Linked DNA regions of Mus musculus: all the other regions are linked to region 3. Evidence: chromatin contacts called from public Hi-C, HiChIP or PLAC-seq and promoter capture Hi-C data. All regions are on one chromosome and are shown on one strand. The core of a region is the stretch at or near the end of the contact, and the rest is flanking DNA. Distances in the headings are between cores, read along the strand shown.

Region 1 (2,700 bases), core at 117-2,616, 410 kb after region 3:
CTTCAGGTAAATCTATTTTTTATTTTCTGAGAAACTGCTAGATGGATTTCCAGAATGGTTGTTACTTTATAACTGTAACTTTGCTACTGTTGTTAATTGTAATGTAAATATCTCATATGCAGGATATCCGATATACAACTCCCAAAGGAGTGGTGGCCCACAGGTTGAGAAACATTGCTCTAAGTTTAAGATCACTTCTGCAACACTTAGAATACAAAGTATCAACATGTAAATGCTGCTTTCTGTGTTATGGAAGTTTGGTAAGGTAGAGCAGGTCAAGACCCTGAGACTTGGTGGGCACCAGACTCCTGACTGGGAACACGTGCAATGGTTCTCACATAAAAGAGATGTGACTTGTGGTCATGTAGGCCCAAAACAGAGTTCTCCATGCTAATGAAGTACCTAGAGGTCCAGAGTGTTTAGCCAATAAGCTTCCCTTCCCAGATATTCCTCCCTGAAAAAGGTATTTAACCTCAGGCCCACCCTAAGAAGTGGGGTATGGTTTTACACATCCATTTTCTGTCATGACCATAAACTGTTAAGAACCATGGACTGCCTCTTTCTATCAAGATCTGCCATGAGGAGCCATGAAGAAGGCCTTTGCCTACAGAATCACAGCATAATCTCCTATAGAAGGTCTCTCTGAGCTCTCAGCCACAGCTGCCACCAAGACTGCAACTGCCAAGCTAAAGACAATCATCTCTTCTGGGACAAGTTGGAGCTCCCCTTTCCCCTTGCAGCCTCAGGCTAGATGCGGTCCCCAGCCTATGGGTCCTGATTTCATTCTCTGCTCTTTTGTGACTCCTGGCAGCACCTGGATGTCCAAGAATCTGAGAACATCCTCAGCTCCAGCCTTGTCACAGGCTCAGGGACCCCCGAACCAGCTCCTACTTTCCCACATCTGAGACGGTACTTTCCCACCCCTTGAGAGGTGTTTCAGAGGTTCCCTATAGCACCAAAACTCACCAGGGCATCAGCATGGGATAAACACAGTCAAACTTCCCCTGTCTGTGCCTTGTGGTAGAGTGAACACGGACCTACAACCCTACAGTATACTATTCTCTAATTAAGTCTATGATCATATGTTGAGCACGAATCATTACACTCCAGTCAGAAGAGTTTTTTTTATATAGTTCCACCTTTTCAGGCAGGTATTGTAAAAAACAATTTATAGAAAGCCACCATGAACAGTCTGGGATGAACACACTGGGATGACCTTCCTGAAAATTTTCCACTGATGAGTAGCTCGGCATTAGAATCATCACGGTATCTTGCTGGCTCTTCATCTGGGCCATTGAATCTGTCCAAGTGCTCCCTTACAAAGCAGCAAGTTTCTCTTGTAGCCTCAGAGAAGTTGTGTGTCTGGTTCTGATTCTTCTGGTCCTGGTCTTTTTAAATGTACTTTTTAAACTGTGCTGTGGTTTCTTTCCTAAAGATCATTCCCTGCTTAAATAAGCCCGTTGATGTTTGCTAGGAAAAATCCTCAATGCAGCACATGGATTGCAAAATTTACTACTCAGAGAAACAAATCTTCAGTTAGGGTTTCTCATTACGCTGATCTTCTACACAAAGAACTAAGATACAGTAGACTGAACACTATACTCAAGATTGTATAGTTGAACAGTACAGATATAGGTAAGAGTATTGCTGCACAAGCATGAAGATCAGAGTTTCATTTCAGGGCCAACAAAAGGAACTGCCACATGAATAAAACAATGAATTGTTTTGTTTTGTTTTGTTTTGTTTGTTTTTATTCCTTTAGTTAGTTTGGTTTTTTGCTTGTGTTTTGAGACAGGGTTTCACTATGTAACCCTGGATGACCTGAAACTTGCTTTGTAGACTAAGCTGACTCTGGACCCAGGGGATCCCTTACATCTTTTTCTCCAGTGCTGGGATTAAGGTTGTTGGGCAATCACTGTCAGCCCCTGAATACGATTCAATTATTTAATTAACTTGTATTAATTAAAAACTACAAATACCTTTCAATATTTTTTTTTGAGTCTAATCATTGATATCTTGAAGAACAGGTTTAAATTAAAAGCTGAACTGGCAAGTACCTCTTAAAGGAAAATAATTTACGTAGCTAAGTTTTTTTCAACTGTTTAACGAATGCTATTTATTAACCAATGAGCTAGAAAAGTCTTCATTTTTAGGAAAAGGGAACTCTAAGCTGCAAAAATTTCAAAATATTCCTATTAGCCTTTTCATACATAGATTCATGAATTTCTTTACCCAGGTAAGATTTGATAGGAGATACAAAATACCACAAGCAAATAACACAGAATGCTTTAGTTATTGAATCTTTAAAGACCAGCTGAAATACAAGAAGTATCCCAAATTATACCTGCCAATCATCCTTGCCAACTTTGAATATGGTCACACCTATAGCAGCTTGTGTTCTCATGCTAATTGTGTTACTCAAAAAAAAAAAAAAAAAATCTGTTTACAGTGTCTTCTACATAGGTTAAAGGAAGCCTGCCCCCAGGTGGTTCTGAATGGGAAATAAAGTTGCCAATGGCCAATGGCTGGACAGAATGAAAGAGGAGGGACTTTTAGGATTCCTGGGCAAGAAACACAGGGGAGAGGAAGAAGGAATTCTGCCATGAGAGAGGCATAGGACTCATCACACTTTGAGGAAGAGACTCGTGAGACAGCTAATGTTGTGTGGTGTGTGTGTGTGTGTGTGTGTGTGCATATATT
Region 2 (2,700 bases), core at 65-2,564, 380 kb after region 3:
AACAGCTTACACCCCACCTCTATCTGAGCAACTAGGCCCTCAGAGGTGCACACATTGCCCCCCCTCCCCCCGGAGTTTCTTTTTAAAGTCTGCAAAACCAGTCCTTGCTTGTTAGGGAAGCTCTGTCAGTATCCCAGGATGATTCTGTCAGTAGAAGTTTCTAGACATGGCTGTTAGAATTGCTTGCTGTTGAACTGGAAACATATCTATCTACATTTCATTTTAATTATCGGCGATGACAGTCCAGGCTCTGCCATCATTTTGAATTTTCCCTCTCCACTGGCCATGTCAAAACGTCTTTGTCACGGTTTTACAATTGGCTGATTTCTACTTTCATGAGGTTCTGTAGGGAAAGGCTTTAAGGGCTCACATTCTCAGGATTGGATCCCCAGCTCTGGTAAACCAGGGTGAACCCTAAACCATGGCCAGCCACGCCCTAGGAAGCCCTGTGCCCCAGGAGACAACCAGCGGAGGGCCAGGGCACAGAGCTTGGGGACCACAGCTGAATAGACACGTCCAACCTTCTACACAGAGATTCACACATGCCCTTAGCGTCGTGAACTGCAAAAGCATCTTGTTTCCAATTCTACTGTAGATAATAAAATTAGCTCCCAAATTACCAGAAACTGGAACAAGTAAACACAAAGGCAGGAGCTGGGTTGCCAAGCCTCCCCTTCCCGGCCCAGCAGAGATGAGCTGTGGCTTTGGAGCTGTTTAAATCTAAAGCAAAGCTTCTGTTTTTCTAAGTCACAGTGCTGACCCTGAGCAGATAAAGCACGCTCAGTGACATGGGGAGCAGAGCGGTTATTTTCCAGCAGGGCCAATCTGTTTACATCAGGAAATCCAGCCTGGGCGCACCGGGGCAGCGCGGAGGCGGCCCGGGAGCCGGCCTCCCTCGCGCTCGCCGCCGCGCTGCGCTGGCCCCTGGCGCTCGGCGGCTGACTCCATCCAGATGTGCCGCGGCTCCAGAGTGGCTGCCTCGCGCAGTAAATGGGCATCCGAGGCTCGTCAATCCCGGCCAGAGCAATTGCGGTCTCGCGGGCCGCCCCGCTGGCACGCGGAAACGCGCGATCCAGAGGGGACCGTGGCGGGGAAAGGGGGGAAACAGGGGCGAGGGGGAAGGGCAGCGCACCCCGGCTCAGAGAGGCGCGCTAATGACCGACCCGGGAAATGTGCCTAATACATTTGTACATTTCCTTGTAAATGTTTTACACTTTGAAAGAAAGGAGAACGCTGTATATCATTTGGAAATGTTGGCTGTCTATAGGTCCCTGTGGATATCACGGGGTTAGTACCGCTTGTAACAAGAGCAAGAGAAACATAAAAAAGTTGGGAAACACCGCCAATTAGTCATTACCAGGAGACTGTAAAAACAAGAGAAAGAGAAAGAGGAGGGAGGAGAAGAAATCAAAGAAGAAATCGCCCCGGGGGGGGGGGAAAGAGAAGAAACTAGATGAAGTTTTTGTGGTGTTCTCGGAATTGAATTGGGAAGCAGAACAGCTGGCGGCTTTCTAATCAGGAGCAACCTGCAAACCAGCCAGTTCCAGGGTGCGGACCTTCAGGAGGAGGGGCTGAGATTTCCCAAACTATACCTATTTGCTGTCCCTATAAAACTTGAGCTGGGTCAGTGGGCAGGCAGTGCGCTTTGGAGCAGAACCCAGTTGTGCAAAATCCAAGTCAGACATTTATTTCTGATCTCCTGCCGCCTACACAGTTGTTACTAGCTGAGTCGTAATAAAAAGAAGACAGGAACCATTTTTTTTACAACCCTAGACTTCTACCAACCACCCCCTAGCTCAAGCAGTCTGTCTGTGCCATGCTTGCTCGAAGTGTTTTTAGTTTTACAGTAATTTTGATGTTTCATGATTGATTTTTGTTACTACTTTATTTTTGTTTTGGGTGGCTCCTCTCTCTCTCTCTCTCTCTCTCTCTCTCTCTCTCTCTCTCTCTCTCTCTCTCTCTCTCTCTTTGTTTCCCCATCTGTCAGCTTTTTAGTCAGACTCAAGAATCTAAGACCATGGACTGATGAGATGGCTCAGCAGTTAAGAACACTGACTGCTCTTCCGAAGGTCCTGAGTTCAAATCCCAGCAACCATGTGGTGGCTCACAACCACCCTTCATGAGATCTGACACCTTCTTCTGGCGCATCAGAAGACAGCTACCATCAGAAGACAGCTATCATCAGAAGACAGCTACAGTGTACTTATTTATAATAATAAATAAATATTTGGGCTGGAGTGAGTGGGGTTGACCGGAGCGAGCAGGGCAGATTGGAATGAGTGAGGTCCTACAAAATAGAATTCTCAACAACCACATGAAGGCTCACAACCATCTGTACAGAGCTACAGTGTACTCATATACATAAAATAAATCTTAAAAAAAAAAGAATCTAAGAACATACAGCATCACAGATCTGGTTGAGCCTTCCCATTCTTAACTATGTTGACCTATTTCAATACCCACAAAAATATGGTATACGGCAACTATAAAGTTCATCCAAAGACTTGCGCTCTTTCTTTCAAAGAGGAACTGGGATAGTAGTTGAATTTCCTTGGGTGTGGTGGGAACAGGTTGCTAGGAAGCTGGATCTAGTCCTCCGGGAACAGAGGCAAAAGTTGCTTGCTACAGATCTATTTATTTCAGCAACAGGACTGGGAACAAGCAGCCTTGGAGCCAGGCAGGCCTCTTCAGCCCTAAGTG
Region 3 (2,700 bases), core at 160-2,659:
AGGTCAACTCAGACTCCAGCTCTGATCCATACTCATGGTAGCTTAGAAAGAAATCTAATACATTTTCTTGTTTTCTTGTCACCTGCAGATTCAGTTCCCTTAGTTTAAGGATTCATATAAATATCTTTCTGTATTTGACATTGAAATCAGTGACTATTGTAAAGAGAAAGAGGAATCATTGAAATTAACCCAGGAAGTCTGCGGGTTTCCCCCTCCCCCGCTCACACGCCCGTTTTCTCATCCCCAGATTAAGAAGTTATGCTGCTTGACAATGCACTTTTCTCTTGCAAGTCTCAACATCGCTGGTGGTATTCTGTTTCCGCTGTTTTCTTCCAGCACCTGTTACGAAAAAAAAGTTAGTTGTCTTGGGGTGGGGAGGTGGGGGAATTGGATTCTGCAATTTTGTTGGGAAGAGTCAGGGTAACATTGAAATAAACAGAGTTGCCTGTGGGCACAGTGAAAACTGCACTTTTAAAATGAATCACTTCGGAGTATTTTTACACCTACCCCTATGTGCAAATGCAAGTGAAGTGACCGGCTGGCTACTGGACTACCTAAACTGCCAGTCAAAGAACTTGGCAAAAGAATCCTTTACCCCATCTTTTAATGCAAACCAGGGATGTGGCGTGAGGAAGGGGGAGGCTTTTGAAGACTAAAGAAAACACCACTAAGTAACGGCAGACACTAAGAATTGTCAGTAGAGATTCATATTTTTTTTTCTTTCTCTAAAATACCATGCGCTACAAAGGGAGGAAGTCTTGTCACATGTCTTCATCAGAACTTTCCATACTTCTTCCAGAGTTTGCCTATTGTCGGAGTCTGCACCAGCCTTCCCTTTTATCTTTACACTCTTCCAGTTCCTGGGGTAGGCTGTAAGGCTTTACTTTCAAGTGTCTAACGCAGCGATCAGCAAGTTAACTTTCTGGCACGCCGCCCTAGACCTGCTGTGGCAGCTGCGGGGAGCCTTTACCTTCCTTTCCCAAAAGCCAGAGCCTACAGCTGCTTGTGTGCAATAACCCCCCTCCAGACGCAACTTCCAAATATAGACTCTCTGGCCACTAGGGGCTGCGCGGTCCCAGTCCGGAGGGCCGCCCTTCCTTCCCGCCCTCGCCTTGCCAGGCACTGCCCACATCTGGAAGCCAAGTCGCCGTAGGTCACCTAGCGGAAACACGTTTCCCCAGTGCTCAAGAACCGAGATTTCCTTTCTTGAAAACATTTAATGTATTTTGAGCCTCCACTGAAATGCCATGAGCAGCCCATTTTGAACCAGAAAAATTTAGTCTGACAACAGAGTCTTCCTCTATTCACAGCTGTTCCAGAAGGAGGAGCTGAAATCTGAACCTCTTGGCTGTGATTGGTTACTTCTAGAAAAAGCAACGGAGAAGGCGCCTCCCCGCCCAGAGGAGCTCAGTCGGGCAGGGAGCCGGGTGACTTCAGAGGCGCCTGCCTGTCCCCCGCCGCACCTGAGCCACCGCGATGCTATAGGACCGCCGCCTGGACCGTTATCCGCCCGCGCCCGCCCGCAGCCACCATGCCGCGCTCCTTCCTGGTCAAGAAACATTTCAACGCCTCCAAGAAGCCCAACTACAGCGAACTGGACACACACACAGGTAAAAATCGCCTCTGTAAATCTGTGCGCGAGTAAACCGCGGTTCTATTGCTTGACTCAGAGAACACACCGGGCCGCTTTCCTTTTAATGCTGTGCCAAAACTGTCCTTGCAGTCTCTTGATTACTTAGGTTAAGTTTTAATTCAAAACCTTTGAGATCTTTGCTGACAAGGAAAGCTTCCTTCCGGTCGGGCAGTATAGTTCTCTGAGCCTGTGTGTACGCAAAAGGAGTGCACGGACGTGATCGCACCCTTCCCCTCGCCTGAGCAGCAATCTCCTGAAGCCAAGCACTTGGGAAAGCAGCTGGATTCGTGCATGCCATTACCCGCCACAGGCACGGTACAGCTAGAACAGCCCACGCATAAAATGAAAAGCAACTTTATAAAAAGTTTTAATATAGTGTCTAGTTCTTCGTTCTAAATTGGGACAGCAAGGCTAGTCCAGAATGAAGGTTAGTCAGGGCAACTGTCAGCCTGCACGAGGACAGTAAGCCCAGGTGAAGGGAAGACTTTATGTGTGTCCTGTGAGTAAGGCTGTCTTCACTAGAGAGTCTCCTATGGAGTCTCCTGCATGTTGTTATGGTCTCTCTCAGACTGTGTACATATATTTTAAAAATATTTTGCCTTAATTTTTTCTTTCCTTCCTTTTCTTTCTTCCAGTTATTATTTCCCCATATCTCTATGAAAGTTACCCTATACCTGTCATACCAAAACCAGAGATCCTCACCTCGGGAGCATACAGCCCTATTACTGTATGGACATCGTCGGCAGCTCCACTCCACTCTCCTTTACCCAGTGGCCTTTCTCCTCTTACTGGATACTCCTCATCCTTGGGGCGTGTAAGTCCCCCGCCTTCCTCTGACACTTCATCCAAGGATCACAGTGGTTCAGAAAGTCCCATTAGTGACGAAGAGGAGAGACTGCAGCCCAAGCTTTCAGACCCCCATGCCATCGAAGCTGAGAAGTTTCAGTGCAATTTATGCAATAAGACCTATTCTACGTTCTCTGGGCTGGCCAAACACAAGCAGCTGCACTGTGATGCCCAGTCTAGGAAATCGTTCAGCTGCAAGTACTGTGACAAGGAATATGTGA
Region 4 (2,700 bases), core at 62-2,561, 310 kb after region 3:
TAAAACAAAATAGCATTGATGATAAATAGGATTGGGAGCATTTTTTATTGCACATACTACGTGCTAGATATTTTCCTAATAGTCTTCATAAATTTGCTTTTTAAATTCTCACACATGACAGTATAAGGCTGGTATTATTATAATACCTATTAAAATATAAGGCAGGTGAAACACCTAGGTAAGTCCCTTGTCCAAGGCTGTTGAGCCCCAAAAGAAGAGCTCAGGCTTCAAAGGGGAAACAAGGCAAGGCACAGGGTCTCCTTCCATATAGCCGTATTGCTTTCCATGTGAACAGTACGTTGTTATGGGCTCATGCAGTAGAACAACAGATTGTAGTTATTTCTCTAAACCTTATACTTTGCTGGAATTTTAGTGTTAGGTGATTCTTTCACTCTTAGGAGCCAAGGTTTCATATCCAACATACCCCCTTCCTGCCATTGTCACAGCTTGAATTTAAACTGAGATTGCAAAATATGAAAAGTAACCTGAATTCTACTTTCTTTAGATTTAAAGAATCAGAAGTATGGAATTATTTGAGGAGAAGGAATCTAGAAGGATGGTGGGATGAAAAAGCTATAGCTTTATTTATATTCTGCAGAACAATGGATATTAAAGATTAAAAAAATCTATCTACATAATACCTTCACCAATGTCCTCTCTGAAGCCGTTGAGTCTCACAAAGTGATGTTTAACTGAGAGATAATTGTGGTGAAAATGCCAATTCCAAATTTCATATCTGTGCATTTGCCTGAGTATTTTTGAAGCCCCACAGGGATGGAATATGAAAAGGATAGAATGGCAGTCAAGGAATGGCAGGGGGTAGGGGTAGTCCTGGAAGAGGGCCAGGCAATGTGGAAGTAATTGAGATTCACCACCACTATTTCTATAATCACTGTGGATGCTTGATGGCTGAGGAGTGTGCTATACATTCCTACTCACTGTGTTCTGGGGTCACAGCACTGTTACAGAAGTCGGTGAATCTATTGTTTGTAGAGCAAGTTAGTCAGTCTTTCTCGGGATGTGACACTAGAATGAGGTGAGTTCCTCTCACTCTGTGCAATGCAGAATCTCTGCTGGCCGGACCTGTGCTGCACTGCTCTCCTGGTCAGCTGTCTACCTCATCTATTTCTGACAAAAACTGGTTTTTTCTAAAGTCATCAGTAGGTTATAGTGACCCTTCAGATCTAAACTGAGAAAGTAAACTTCAAGTCGTGTGAAAATCAATGAAGTATATGTTTTTAAGCAATAAGATCTTCTGCTGTGTGAAAACTGGCTGTCGCTGGCCAGGACACCTTTCTGTGGGATCACTGTACTCTTTGTTAAGTAGACAACACATGGATATCACCATCTACAGACATCTCCCATAGTATGCATACTCCAATATGGGTATATTCACTGTTAATGCAGGGACAGAACTACAGTACTTAGTGATGCATGTTTACACTGATCCCACAAGACCTTTCTTCATCTCACCCATTAATTAGTTAATTAATTAATTAATTAATTAATTAATTGGATAAGGGAGCTTCTGCTCCATACTAGCTGAGAGGACATTGACACAGGATATCCAGCCACCACACAGCAAAGTAATAATAATGCCCGTGTAACAGTGAAAAGCTGTACTCAAAAGACAGCCTTTGTGGGAGGTCAAAGCTTTCTAGGAGTTCATAAAATTAAACATTTGAAAGCCTGCCCTTAATTACAGCAGCTGTCCTCCTGGTCCAGTGAAGGCCCATCAGCTACATAGACCTATATAGACATCTCCCCCAGTCCAAATTCAAGGCCCCACCTTTTCCTGTACATAATACTGCAAGTATCCAGCCTGATCTTTGGGTACCTTAGGGTTGAACTCAAGACTAAAAATTTTTCACTCCAGGAAAGAAAGGAGTGAGAAAAGGGATATAAAAAGCTGCACTCTAACTTCAGTGGCTATGAGCATCATGACTTGAATGACAGTCCTAACCAACAGAAATGATAATCTACAGTGAATCCTTGAACTGGCTTGTGGGAAAGAACCACACACCTGTCACCACTCTTATTTTTTCTCAAACTTCTCATAACTAGTATTGCCTCTGCCTGTTTTAACAGAAAAGAGAAACACTGAAGTTTGTCACCAATCTTAAGGAATTGCTACCTCATGTTTAGACTGAGATGGTCAGCAAGTTAGCTAAACTAACTTGGTATCAAACCTAGTGGAATGGGGGTAAAGGTAGTGCTACTACACATTGTGTTGATGATATAAATAAGCTAACACCTATGAAGTACTGCGGTGTGGATGCCATTCGGCAGGCATGCACTATGTGTCAGGCATTACATTGCTAGGTTCAGATAACAGCTGGGGTAACCATAATCACATACAGGGAGTGAGACCCTTCATAGCAAGAGTACCAAGCAAGAAGACCTGAGGAGTAATGACTTGGGGCAGAGACACCATCACTAAACTTAGGATGTAGAGGTTTATGGTTTCCTGCTGAGAGTGAATAAGGGAACACATGGGACACATACTCAGCTAGAATTGAGAACTTGGTTCTTAGACAGTCTTCTTATCTACAGAGGTTCTCTTGAAGTGTTATTTCATCTTGCCTATAAGACCCCCATCATAGCTCCCTTATCCAATAACCCAGTAGTATCTTTAAGTGATTAGCCAAGGCACCACAATTCCCTGGACTTCCATATCTGACTTTCACCTTCACATAAGCA
Region 5 (2,700 bases), core at 189-2,688, 470 kb before region 3:
TGAAGCGTACTTGCCATCCTAACACTTGGAGGCTGAAGAACTGGGAGTTCCAGGCCAGCCTGGGCTATCCACTGAGGCCTTGTCTCCAAAAGAAGTACTACTATTAAAGTAACAATTACAGTAACAACAAATGACATAATTGTAACAGTGTATTATAATAAAAGTCACACAAAGGTGGCTGTTCTCTGTCATACTCTCTCCTTGTGTTGACTTGTACTTTTAGACCACAGCTGACTGCCATGTGTAGCCATAGATAAGGAGGACATCTATACCACCAGTGCCTGAGTGTGACCTGCTTCTTTATTCCAGAAGCTATCATCACTGGGAAAAGTGACAAGTACCTGTGTTATCAGGCATGGATGCCTGGTCTGTGTTTCGCTCCTTCTTGAAGACAATGTTTCCAAGCTGAAGGACAGATGATACTACCTTCAAGATGGCTGAAGTAGGGAGAGAAGAGTGGATTGGTTAGTCAGTAGCAGCCAAAGTATTTTGAAAGCCATCAATCTAATCATCACTGGACACTAAGAGTCAAGCAGCGGCATCCCTCTGTAGACCGAGTTCTGAGTTCTCATGTCTGGACAAGATTGTCTGACTCCCTGACTTACAGAAGAAGATGCTCGAATGTGGGAAATGAGTATTGCCAGGAAGTTGCTGGAAAACCTTGTATCACATGGGATTTCTTTATGCAGCAGGGACTTGTAAGCTCCAGTCATGGGCCAAATATAGCTCACTGACTATTATACATGAAAGAATGAATGGATGGAGGATGGATGGTGGGTGGATGTAGGAGTGATGGAGGAGGATGGAGGATGGATGCATAGATGGATAAATGGATGGAGGATGGATACCTGAGCAGAGATGGATAAATGAATGAATGAAAGATGCATAAATGGATGGATTAAAGATGAATGGATAGAGTAAATGGGTGGATAAATAGAGGATGGATAGAGATGGGTAGGTAAAGAATATCTGGAGGAGCAGAGGGTGTGTTTGATGATTGCCAATAGACCTACTTGAACTGTGGAGTCAGTCACCAAGAAGTTATCATGTCCTAGTAACAAAGCCTAGAAACTCCATCTTCCTTTGGTCCCCAGGCCAAACCATGGGTTTTGTCTCCTTCACAGCAGATGACCTCATACCACAAGCCCAGACATAGTCAAGAGGAGAAAGATTCAGTTGCTAATGTACCAACCCACTCCCACCCCCACTCCTCTTCACTGTGAAGCTGTTACAGACAAGGCACTGCCAAGGGTGTTCTCTTTCCTACTAACACCCACAAAAGGAACTTTGTGAACTAGGATATGCTGGCCTAGAGGTGCTCAAAAGTACAACTCTAAGCTAGGTATTGCCAAAGTGCCTGCAGAGGGAGGGTGCGCCGTCTAACGCCAGCTCAGCCTTGCTGATTCAGTAGAAATTCTTGGGCAGAAAGCAGTCCAGTACATCCACAGATGTTTAGCAGCACCCCCATCACTCACCAGTAGATGGCAGCAGTGCCCACCTCTGCAGCTGGAAATGTTGGTTTATCTTGTGGGCATTGATTGTTGGCGTATTTCCCTACGTTCAGACAGATCTCATTGCTTAGCTCAGGCTGACCTTAAGATCAATCCTCCTGCCTCACCCTTCCAGGTGCTGTTTACAGGCATGTACCACCACAGAAGGCAATCGGGATAACCCTTGCTCCATTTGGTTCCTATATGTTCCATCACTGATTTAAGTCTTCCTTGATATTTTCTTTTTCTATTTTTGTTTTTGAAACAGGGTTTTTTATGTACATCCCTAGCTATCTTGGAACTTTCTTTGTAGACCACACTAGCCTCACACTCAGAGATCTGCCTGCCATTGCCTCCCAAGTGCTGGGATCAAAGGCGTGCATTACCACCACCTGGCTTTCTTCTGTTTTCATTTGTTTGCATTGTTGTTGTTATTTTGGTTTTGTTTTTCAGACAAATTTTCTCTGTGTAGCCCTGGCTGGCCTGGAACTCACAGAGAATCTTCTGACTCTGCTTGTGTGGTCCTGAGATTAAAGGTGTATGCCTCCATGAGTGGTTTGCTTGTTTAATTTTGTCTCTGAGACACGGTCTTAGTCTATACGCCTGTCTGCTTGAGCTTGCTATGTAGCTCCTAGAACTTTCTTTTTCTGGACCATAGGCTATTTATTCTATACGGACCAGCCTATCCTATAGTCCTCACTGTAGCAACTGGATATTTCTGGGACCCCAGAGGGTGTGGAAAGGGAGGCCAGTTTACCATAGTCCTGCCCTAGTTAATTCTGAATGCTGGAGTTGGTCTGAGCCAGAAGGAAGTGTCTCTGGAGCCACAGCACTGAAGCCAGCAGGGGGTGAATGGGCTCCAGAGCCAACTGTGGAATGATTATCATCAAGTATCAGTTCGTCAACACAGCTGAGTTCCCGGGAAGAGCCTTGCAGACCCTGCATCACCTTATTCAGGTCTGATGTGTCTGTGTTCAGCCCTAAGAGCCTGCTCTTAGCACCTATACCTCTCTGTCCTGTGTTCCTAACATCATAGGTAACCATGGAACGCACACACTCACCTAAGCCCACCAACACAAGCTAGTGAGATACCACTATTCAGGGCAATAATAGCGAGCCCCATCTACACTGTGGCTACAAACCCGAAGGCTGTAACAAACTGCATTTGTTGTCAAGAAAACTACAGCCTAATAGGTACTGTGGTGTTGAA

The links. Promoter capture Hi-C pulls out the DNA fragments that hold promoters and counts their contacts. A called contact is a pair of places that touch in the nucleus more often than the background predicts. HiChIP or PLAC-seq counts read pairs in DNA pulled down with a chosen protein or histone mark.
Region 1: a contact with region 3 is called in a Hi-C map of epidermal suprabasal cells, with 5 times the contacts expected there. The contact joins the enhancer-like site here to the promoter of Snai2 in region 3. A contact is called at or near these places in 27 of 39 promoter capture datasets (the 3T3-L1 cell line, 3T3-L1-derived adipocytes, the C10 cell line and 15 more), 8 of 15 datasets of contacts at CTCF or cohesin (the NIH/3T3 cell line, embryonic stem cells, large pre-B cells and 3 more), 43 of 484 Hi-C or Micro-C datasets (the 3T3-L1 cell line, the C10 cell line, the C2C12 cell line and 19 more), 19 of 115 datasets of contacts at active chromatin or transcription factors (astrocytes, cardiomyocytes, craniofacial prominence and 8 more) and 4 of 9 other capture datasets (adipose tissue, embryonic stem cells, liver and 1 more).
Region 2: a contact with region 3 is called in an H3K27ac HiChIP or PLAC-seq map of embryonic fibroblasts, with 17 times the contacts expected there. The contact joins the enhancer-like site here to the promoter of Snai2 in region 3. A contact is called at or near these places in 14 of 39 promoter capture datasets (the 3T3-L1 cell line, the SN4741 cell line, cancer-associated fibroblasts and 8 more), 2 of 15 datasets of contacts at CTCF or cohesin (the NIH/3T3 cell line and stem cell-derived epiblast-like cells), 16 of 484 Hi-C or Micro-C datasets (the 3T3-L1 cell line, 3T3-L1-derived adipocytes, the C2C12 cell line and 8 more), 18 of 115 datasets of contacts at active chromatin or transcription factors (the NIH/3T3 cell line, cardiomyocytes, craniofacial prominence and 9 more) and 2 of 9 other capture datasets (adipose tissue and pancreatic islet).
Region 4: a promoter capture Hi-C map of cranial neural crest shows a contact between it and region 3, with 6 times the contacts expected there. The contact joins the enhancer-like site here to the promoter of Snai2 in region 3. A contact is called at or near these places in 9 of 39 promoter capture datasets (HPC-7-derived erythroid cells, cranial neural crest, embryonic stem cells and 5 more), 3 of 115 datasets of contacts at active chromatin or transcription factors (embryonic limb bud, embryonic stem cells and kidney) and 2 of 9 other capture datasets (adipose tissue and embryonic stem cells).
Region 5: a FOXA1 HiChIP or PLAC-seq map of pancreatic cancer cells shows a contact between it and region 3. The contact joins the enhancer-like site here to the promoter of Snai2 in region 3. A contact is called at or near these places in 2 of 39 promoter capture datasets (both in embryonic stem cells), 1 of 15 datasets of contacts at CTCF or cohesin (embryonic stem cells) and 2 of 115 datasets of contacts at active chromatin or transcription factors (embryonic stem cells and pancreatic cancer cells).

Annotation. Positions count from the first base shown.
Region 1 is chr16:15,117,520-15,120,219 of GRCm38.p6, forward strand. No RefSeq gene overlaps it. Among named protein-coding and RNA genes, the nearest start is that of Gm41423, 4.7 kb to the left of the region's middle. Within about 2 kb of position 1,367, at least 2 of the 459 cell types and tissues checked have an H3K27ac peak or open chromatin away from gene starts, as enhancers often do.
Region 2 is chr16:15,084,082-15,086,781 of GRCm38.p6, forward strand. It overlaps the pseudogene Gm46561. Among named protein-coding and RNA genes, the nearest start is that of Gm41423, 29 kb to the right of the region's middle. RefSeq lists an enhancer at 511-1,627. Within about 2 kb of position 1,315, at least 109 of the 459 cell types and tissues checked have an H3K27ac peak or open chromatin away from gene starts, as enhancers often do. A contact at or near this core is called in 3T3-L1-derived adipocytes, the C2C12 cell line, the NIH/3T3 cell line and 15 more, where this site is marked.
Region 3 is chr16:14,704,443-14,707,142 of GRCm38.p6, forward strand. Snai2 (snail family zinc finger 2) reads left to right here and starts at 1,410. Exons shown (of 3, transcript NM_011415.3): 1 at 1,410-1,610; 2 at 2,269-2,700. The coding sequence starts at 1,532.
Region 4 is chr16:15,014,045-15,016,744 of GRCm38.p6, forward strand. It overlaps the pseudogene Gm46561. Among named protein-coding and RNA genes, the nearest start is that of Gm33696, 75 kb to the left of the region's middle. Within about 2 kb of position 1,312, at least 6 of the 459 cell types and tissues checked have an H3K27ac peak or open chromatin away from gene starts, as enhancers often do.
Region 5 is chr16:14,236,028-14,238,727 of GRCm38.p6, forward strand. It overlaps Myh11 (myosin, heavy polypeptide 11, smooth muscle), which reads right to left. Exons shown (of 41, transcript NM_001161775.1): 10 at 342-437. Among named protein-coding and RNA genes, the nearest start is that of Myh11, 54 kb to the right of the region's middle. Within about 2 kb of position 1,439, at least 10 of the 459 cell types and tissues checked have an H3K27ac peak or open chromatin away from gene starts, as enhancers often do. A contact at or near this core is called in pancreatic cancer cells, where this site is marked.